Linked DNA regions of Hordeum vulgare: region 1 is linked to region 2. Evidence: chromatin contacts called from public Hi-C data. All regions are on one chromosome and are shown on one strand. The core of a region is the stretch at or near the end of the contact, and the rest is flanking DNA. Distances in the headings are between cores, read along the strand shown.

What was found. Hi-C and Micro-C count contacts between places; a contact is called where the count stands out from the background.
Region 1: a contact with region 2 is called in a Hi-C map of seedling, with 5 times the contacts expected there. The contact joins the promoter of LOC123408561 here to the promoter of LOC123409872 in region 2. A contact is called at or near these places in 1 of 6 Hi-C or Micro-C datasets (seedling) and 1 of 1 datasets of contacts at active chromatin or transcription factors (embryo).

Annotation. Positions count from the first base shown.
Region 1 is chr7H:182,212,229-182,216,279 of MorexV3_pseudomolecules_assembly, reverse strand. LOC123408561 (3-hydroxy-3-methylglutaryl-coenzyme A reductase 3) reads right to left here and starts at 1,945. Exons shown (of 4, transcript XM_045101642.1): 1 at 913-1,945; 2 at 442-623. The coding sequence starts at 1,805.
Region 2 is chr7H:181,884,034-181,888,042 of MorexV3_pseudomolecules_assembly, reverse strand. It overlaps LOC123409872 (cyclin-dependent kinase B2-1), which reads right to left and starts at 1,813. Exons shown (of 6, transcript XM_045102739.1): 1 at 1,299-1,813; 2 at 919-1,092; 3 at 719-812; 4 at 566-635; 5 at 330-468; 6 at 1-234. The coding sequence starts at 1,709. The coding sequence ends at 142.

The sequences.
Region 1 (4,051 bases), core at 696-3,195, 330 kb before region 2:
CATTAAAGATATATCCTTTTACCACAAAGATTGCTTTCAAGGACGTTTCTAAATCTTCCTAATGCATCATGGCAAGTATCGTATGTAATTGAACAATCTTACAGTATGCCAAGTTGGCCTAATAGTAATTTGATTTTACAAAAGGTATACTTTGATTGAACATGCCAATGTCCACCATAGGTTGTCCATAAGCTCAACCAGATAATTCAACAGTGCACCAACTTATTCTTGTTAATCCTTGCTGAAAACGGGGCGTAACTATGTGTATCATCAAATGGCCACTCTGCTTATTATATGAAGGTTTTTATTTTCTTTCGGTAAGCCATAGTCTGTCTTGGAAAAAAATAAAGGTTGTGACTAAGAATTTTATTCTGAAGAGAAGATTAGGTGACTCAAGTGAGCTAGTTCAGCTTCTGCAGGTGGTGGCAAAGCAAAGCGAACCTGATATGCTAATGACATCCATGTCAGGGAAGTCATCCTGGAGGTAATCCAGCACGTTCTGCACGCCCTTGGAGATCATGTTCATCCCCATGGCATCCCCTGTGCTGCAGCTGAATCTCATGTACAGGTTCCTCCCAGCCATCGCGCACTGCACTCCCTGCAGCCTCCCAAATCTGCTCGACCTGCTCCGATATCATATTTTCCGAACAGTTAATTACCGTGTTGTGTTCTACAAAGAGAAAAAAACAAATATTTGACAAGTAATACTCGTATCATTTGTCATGAGAAGAGAGCTACAAATCTTGAATAAGAGAGTAAATTATGTCATGAGAAGAATATTAGTATTGAATGAGACACGTGACTTCAGCCTCAGAGACGTATTGTCGAACACAAGCTGGGTGTTAATACAATGCCATCTGTTGCATCATAAGTTCGTTGTCGTGTAGTATTTGGTGATGAGTGTTGGTGTACCTGTTGAAGACCACGGAGAGAGTATCGAAGTTGGCGGGGTCCTCGAGGAAGGCCTTGAGCTCGGCGGCGCGGCGCGCGGTGGGGAAGCGGGCGACGGGGGCGCGCGTCATCGCGTCCCGGAGCACAACGCTGGTGGCGCCGCCTGACTCGGCTATGGCCTTGCAGCCGCGGTTGGTGCTGGCGACAAGGCAGCCCTCGGTGGTCGCCATGGGCACGTAGAACCGCTGGCCGTCGAGCAGGAGCGGCCCGGCGATGCCCACGGGCAGCTGGACGTACCCCACCGGCAGCTCGCAGCACTGCCCGAGGATGGACGCGTAGTCGAAGCCGTCGAGCGGGAGCCCCTCGATCTGCCTCCCCGTGATCCGCCGCACCGCCTCGCGCCGGAGCCCCGCGGCGCGCCGGCAGTCGCCGAGCCTGGTCTCGAGCACGTAGGAGGGGACCTTCCCGGCGACGACGGAGGCCACAATCTCCTCGTCCTCCTCGGGCATTTTCTCGGGCACGACCCCTTCGGCGCCGCCGAGATGCCCGCACGGCGCCGGCCCCGGCGCGGCGGGAGGGCCGACCAGGAAATCCTCGTCCTCGTCGCTGGACGAGACGATGGACTGCACGAAGGCTATCCCGAAGAAGCTGAGCAGGTAGATGAGCGAGGCGACGAGGCCGAAGACGGAGAGAATCTCGGTGAGGTCGACGACGTGGAGCGGCGTGGAGGAGCGGATCTTCTCGCGCCACCGCCGCATCAGGTAGGCGAGCGAGGCGGCGAAGAGCGCCGAGAAGATGAGGTTGGTGTGCCGGATCGGCAGCGGCAGCGCGTCCCCCGCCTGCAGCACCCGGGGCGCCCCCGCCTGGCCCACTGCCGGCGGCGCCACCCTCCTCGGCCTCTGCCGCGCATCCATGCGTGCGCGCGCGTCGGAGTCAAACGTGGGCACGGCTCGGCCGCTCGGTGTGAGTGGGGCGGTGGCCGTGCCGCGAGAGGGAGCGGGTGTTTCGGGGGCCTCGGGATGCGCCCGCCTCGGCCTTTTTATTGCCAGTGTCAGTGGCAGTGGCAGCCCACATGCCCGGTGCGCTTACCGCGCGGCGACCCACCTGCGTTGAGGCAGGGCCCGCTCCGCGGCTCGGCCGACATGGGCCGTGTGGCCTTCCTGCCCCTTCCGGGTTGTTCGACGTGTACACAAAACGGAAACTTTTTGGAACGCTCTACATGTGCTACCGTGGCACGCCTGCCGATGCCAACTGCGGATTCCAGTAGTGTCTAATTAATTTTCATGCGGGCGAAAGAGGGATAACGTTCAGATCAATTGTGTTTTGAATAAGTGATTGAATCCATTTGTTTTATGGATTACAGGAGGCTTATATATCTTTAAAAAAACACGACAATTCATAGAAGAAGTCGGTTTCAGGAAGATGCGTTGGTTGGAGAGGGACATAGGCATCCGTGCGGGTGCAACCGCACGTCCGTTAGGCAAGGTGAGATTTTACCTTAATTATAGTTTGTAATTTTGTCTTAATATCCTCCTAATCTACGATTGACGATGTAGAATCATCTTATAATTGTCGAGGTATAGCTATCATCTCAAAAGGGTTCTTTTTTAAAAAGTTTTTCGTGAAAACTTGATAAGAACGTGAAACATAGACTCACGAAGTGATAGCATAGTGTGATGTCATTAAACAAGGATATCTCAAGAAGAGACTTCCGTGATGCCTGCTAGTCCCTAGGTCGTCGCATATCAATTTCATGAACATACTCCCTCCTTTCCGGTTTATAGGGTTCAAATCTGAAATCTCATCAACCAAGGTGAATTGTGAGTGGATGACACTAGTTTTAACTAGCCAATGAAATATTTTTCACATACTCAATTTCCAAGGCAATAAATGTAGCATCCTCCTTCTCATTGGACTTGCATGATGGATGTAGAAAACGATGCATGCATAGCCACTCATCTTCTTTCTCTAAACTCTATGAATTAAATATGGCGTGGAACTCAAAGCAATCTAACTTAATTAGACTTAAAATGAGCCTAATATAATAAAAATCTGAAAATTTTGAGATGAGCCCTGTAAACCGAAAAGGAGGGAGTATTTCTTAAATGTTGAGTTTGATAGAGACTTAGTAAATAAATCAGCAAGGTTTTCGCATGATTTGACTTGCAAGATACTCCCTCCGTAAACTAATATAAGAGCGTTTAGATCACTAAAATAGTGATCTAAACGCTCTTATATTAGTTTACACAGGGGGTACGTATTTCCCCGCTTTTGTAAAGATTATGGGGAGCTACTTAGGAGAAATATGCTTAGTGATATTACTCTTAATGTATCCAGTTTGCATGTGTGCACCATACACTCCACTATCCTCAAAGATAATGGTGGGTGATCTTATCGAACCAATTCCACATGACTGTTGTATGTGGTTTATCATTCTGCGAAGCCATACACAATCACATGATCCTTCAAATAATAAGATTATTTCAGAATGATTTGTAGATGTTGCCATCACAGTCTGTTTTGAAGACTTCCATGATATAGTAGTACCACGATGTAGGAACACAAAGCTGGTATGTGATCTGGCATTATGGGGATCAAACAAATAGCCGGCATCTACATATCCAATCATATCGGAATCCATATTTCTCTGGAACTGGAAAAATAGGCCAAGATCCTTTGTGCATTGGAGATATCGAAATATATTTTTCACTCGAGACCAATGATGTTTGTTGGGAGTTGCGCTGTGTCTAGCAAGTAGATTCACTACAACTGCAATATCAGGTCTTGTGCAATTTGCAAGATACATAAACGCTCCAACGGTGTTGAGGTATGGAAGTTCAGGTCCCAACACCTCTTCTCCATCATCCCTTGGCCTGAACGGATCTTTCTCTACGTATAGAGATCGAGCCACCATATGAGTTTCAGATGGATAGGATTTGTCCATATTGAATTTCTTCAATATTTTCTGGATATAGGCAGCTTGGTGTACCATGATTCCCGAGGGAAGGTGCTCAAGTTGTATACCTAAGAAAATTTTGGTTTTACCCAAATCCTTCATCTCAAATTCCATCTTTAGGTGATTGCGTGCTTCATCAATGTGTGGTGTGTTGCCTATGATGTCGAGATCATCAACGTACATAGAAATGATGCAAAATCCTCT
Region 2 (4,009 bases), core at 564-3,063:
TCACAACCATCAGTCAGTGGTGCAAACTAAATGGCAGCTGGAATAACAGAGGTAAAAATGCCTGTCCTGGAAGCAAAAGATATGCTTCAGGACAAGCACAAATCACAAGAAATCCGCTTCTTGTTAGCCACCAAGACAGCTTCAGTACAGCGCCTTGTCCACATCATCGAAGTATGGGTGCTCCATGGCCTTCTTTGCAGAGATCCGCTTTGCCGGCTCATACTGCAGCATTTTCTGCAAGGATCACAGCTATAAGTTAGCACGAGATTCTCACAAGGGCACCTCTTCTTCTATGTTTTCTGCAAGGATGCACATGCTTGATTACTAACCTCAAGCAGATCAATACCAACGGCATCGAGACTGGGAATTACAGAAGACAGCTTTGAGACGTTCCACTGAGGGTACTCATGCCAGTTGGGGAGCTTGCCTACTCCTGGCCAGACCTCCTCATTTGGAGTGCCCAACAACCTAGCATTCAAATACCAATACAGAACATCAACAACTGATGTCCCCTAGAAATGCCAAGTGAGAAAACAAGTAAAATGTGACGGGTGTGGTACTGTACTGGAAAATGTGCAGGAGCTGCTGCACCTCAGAGTCTCCAGGGAAAAGTGCCGTGGTAGTGATCAATTCAGCTGCCATTTACAAGGAATTCAGCATAACAACCTAAGAGGGTTAAATTCTGAAGGTGTGCTCAGTTACAACGTTAAGTTCATACCAAATATGCAGCCCACAGACCACATGTCAACGGGCGTGGAGTAGTGTGTGGCGCCAAGAAGGACCTCAGGAGCTCTGTACCACAGAGTAAGGATCTGCAAAAGAATTCAAACAGCGTCATGTACAGATCAAGTAGCAGGAATCATGCAGATTCAGACAGCAATCCGGCACTAATACTGCTAACAGAAGAAGGAATCAGACCTCGTGCGTGTACTTCTTGAGAGGAACCGTGAAGGCACGACTGAGCCCAAGATCGGCGATCTTGAGAGCCATGGTCTTGCGGTCCATGAGCAGGTTGTGCGGCTTGAGGTCACGGTGCAGGACACCGCGTCCGTGGCAGAAAGCCACGCCCTTGCAGAGCTGGTACATCAGGATCTGTACGGACGGATAACCAATTCACCAAACACCGAATCAATCACTGTCGGCACATTCAAACAAACACCTCGCGTGCAAAATATGGAAAACGAACAATAAAGGGCCTGACATATGTGAAGAGGGGGTACATTCAAACAAACACCTCGCGTGCAAGGTATGGAGAACGAACAATAAAGGGCCTGACATGTGTGAAGAGGGGATATTACCTTGACGGTGTGGGCAGGGATCTTCTGGTGGTTCTGGCGGTGGCCGCGGATGAACTTCTTGAGGTCGGTGTCCATGTACTCGAAGACGAGGTAGAGGATGGTCTGGCCCTCCTTGTTCTGGCCCTGCTTAAGGTCGAGCAGGCGCACGACGTGCGGGTCCTGCGACAGCATCCGCAGCAGCGAGACCTCCCTGAGCGCCGTGGGGGGCACACCCTCGTCGTCCTCCGGGAGGCGCGTCTTCTTGAGCGCCACGATCCGGCCCGTCGCCTTCTCCCGGGCCTTGTACACCTTCCCGTAGGTGCCCTCCCCGACCTTCTCCAGCTTCTCGTAGAGGTCCATGGCGCGCAGGCCGCCGCCGGTCGTGGTCATCGGCGCCGCCGCCCCCTGGTTCTGGTGCTGGAGCGTCGCCATCGCGCAGATCCGCGCTTTCTCTCTCTCTCTCTCTCTGGTGGGTTGCCGTGCGAGACGGGTGATTTGGTGGGGTGGCGGCTGTGGTTAGGGTTTGTGATTGGGGAGGGGATCGTGGGGGAGATTTGTATGCGAAAGAGCCGTTTGAGGGGACGCGCCGTAACGGCTGCTTCGTGAGATTTCGAATTTCGAATTCTGTACGCCTTTCTGGGTCGGTGGGATGGGCGCACGTTCGCACGAAGGGATCGATGCTACGACCACTTTACAGGCCGTTTCAAGCTGACAATTGCAAACTGCCTTCGTATGCCATGGGCTGGTCCGTGGTACAACGGCCCAAACAGAGCACACACCTTTTCTTTAGGAAAAAAAAAAGATAATACTATGCAACACTCTACTTGAGAGTTGGCAGGTTCGCCTCACTTTTCCCAAGTGTTTTTCCTTCCCACGCCCTCCTTCCCGTTTTGGTTTCCTGAAAATTTTCTAGTAATCTCAGCTGATTAAAACCAACATCAATAGAGTAAATTAGAATAATCTAAATCAAATCAAGCTTTTTCAAAACCAAGTCATGCATTAATTAAATCAAATCAAAGAATCTTATAAAAATCTCAACAAAATCAAAAGTTTCTCTCACTTCCTGTATCCACTCCCCAATCAATCAAATCTTACTAAAAATAAATATATAAGTTGTGTTCCTCTATCCATACTCAAATCAAATTAAATCTTACCAAAATCAAGAATATGATAAGCGTAAGATATATCTCAGAAAGTTGATGTTGAATCATTAGCATATGTATGTTCATGTTGAAACGCAAGGGCAATTAGCTAGTGAGGATACTTGAGCTAATGATACAAATAGTTTTTTGTGGAAATAAATAAACTACATGGAGTAAATGATACGAAAAGCTTTTCGCAAAAAAAAAGATATGAAAAGAAGTGCGGTGTCTCAAAAAAGAAAAAGTTTCTACCTGTTCGAAACGAAAACGGAAACAAAGTCCACATTCACAAACAAGACGGAAACATATGAAGAAAAAAACATACATGTTGGAACGTAAGTGCAAACGCAATTTTGGATGGATAATATGTTTTCACATTTACACATACATTGGAGTGAAGGTTCGAGGCAGCATCAGGGTGAACCGAGAGGAGCCACAGGCCGCACACAGACAGGTGGCATGACCATGTCCTAGGGCGCGCCCCTAGGCTGTGTGGGGCCCATAGACACCACCTTACGTTCATTCCACCACCATAAATTCATATAAATACAGAAAGCCTTCGAGATATTTTTATCCGATTTTGTCCACCATTGCAAGCTTCTATTTCGAGGAGATACAATCTGGAGGCATGTTCTAGAGCTCTATCGAAGGGGGAATCCATTGCCGCAGACTTCTTTGTTGCCTCCATGACCATGTGTGAGTAGTTCCATTAGGATATGTGGGTCCATAATGATAGCTAGATGGATCTCTCTCTCTCTCTCCCTACCTCCATCTCTCTCTTTCCCTTCCCCTCCCCCTTCCCCCCTCTCTCTCCCTCTCCCTCTCCCTTCATCTCCCTCTCTCTCCCACTTTCAATACTATGTCCATGTGAGTTGACTCACTGATCGGGAGCAATTCGATGTAATCAGTGATGTATTTGTTGGGATATGATGAATTGTCACTTTATGATTAGGTTCTTCATTAAATACAATTGAAACTTATGTGGTTTTCTTGTTGTATAATTAAATAGCTTTGCATACTCATTGATCTATCTATCTTCTTTGGCCAGGTTTAATGGGGTTTCCATTACAGAGAGTGGTGCTTTGTAGTGGGTTTAGTCTTGCCGTGCTCTAACCCAGTAACAATAAGGTCCAAGTCACTATTGTATTGTTGCCACTAAGGATAAAATGATAGTATCTTGCTATATTGATTGTTGTTTGATGTCTATGTTGTCATGATGCTTACTATAATGCTATGTTTCTTGTAAACTTAATACTTCGAGGTGCATGATGGATATCAATCTTTAAGTGGAGCATTAGTAGTAGATGCACTTGGATTAATGATCTACTTTGTTGGGGAACGTTGCAAGGGAAACAAAAAAAATCCTACGCACAAACACGATCTATCCATGGTGATGAACATCTACGAGAGGAGAGATTGAATCTACATACCCTTGTAGATCGCTAAGTGGGAGCATTCAAGAACGCGGTTTATGTAGTGGTACGTCTTCGCGATCCAATCACGAACCGTCCCGCGATGTCCCGATCAAGTGTCGAACGGACGACACCTCCGCGTTCAACACACGTACAACTTGGTGATGCCTTCACCTCC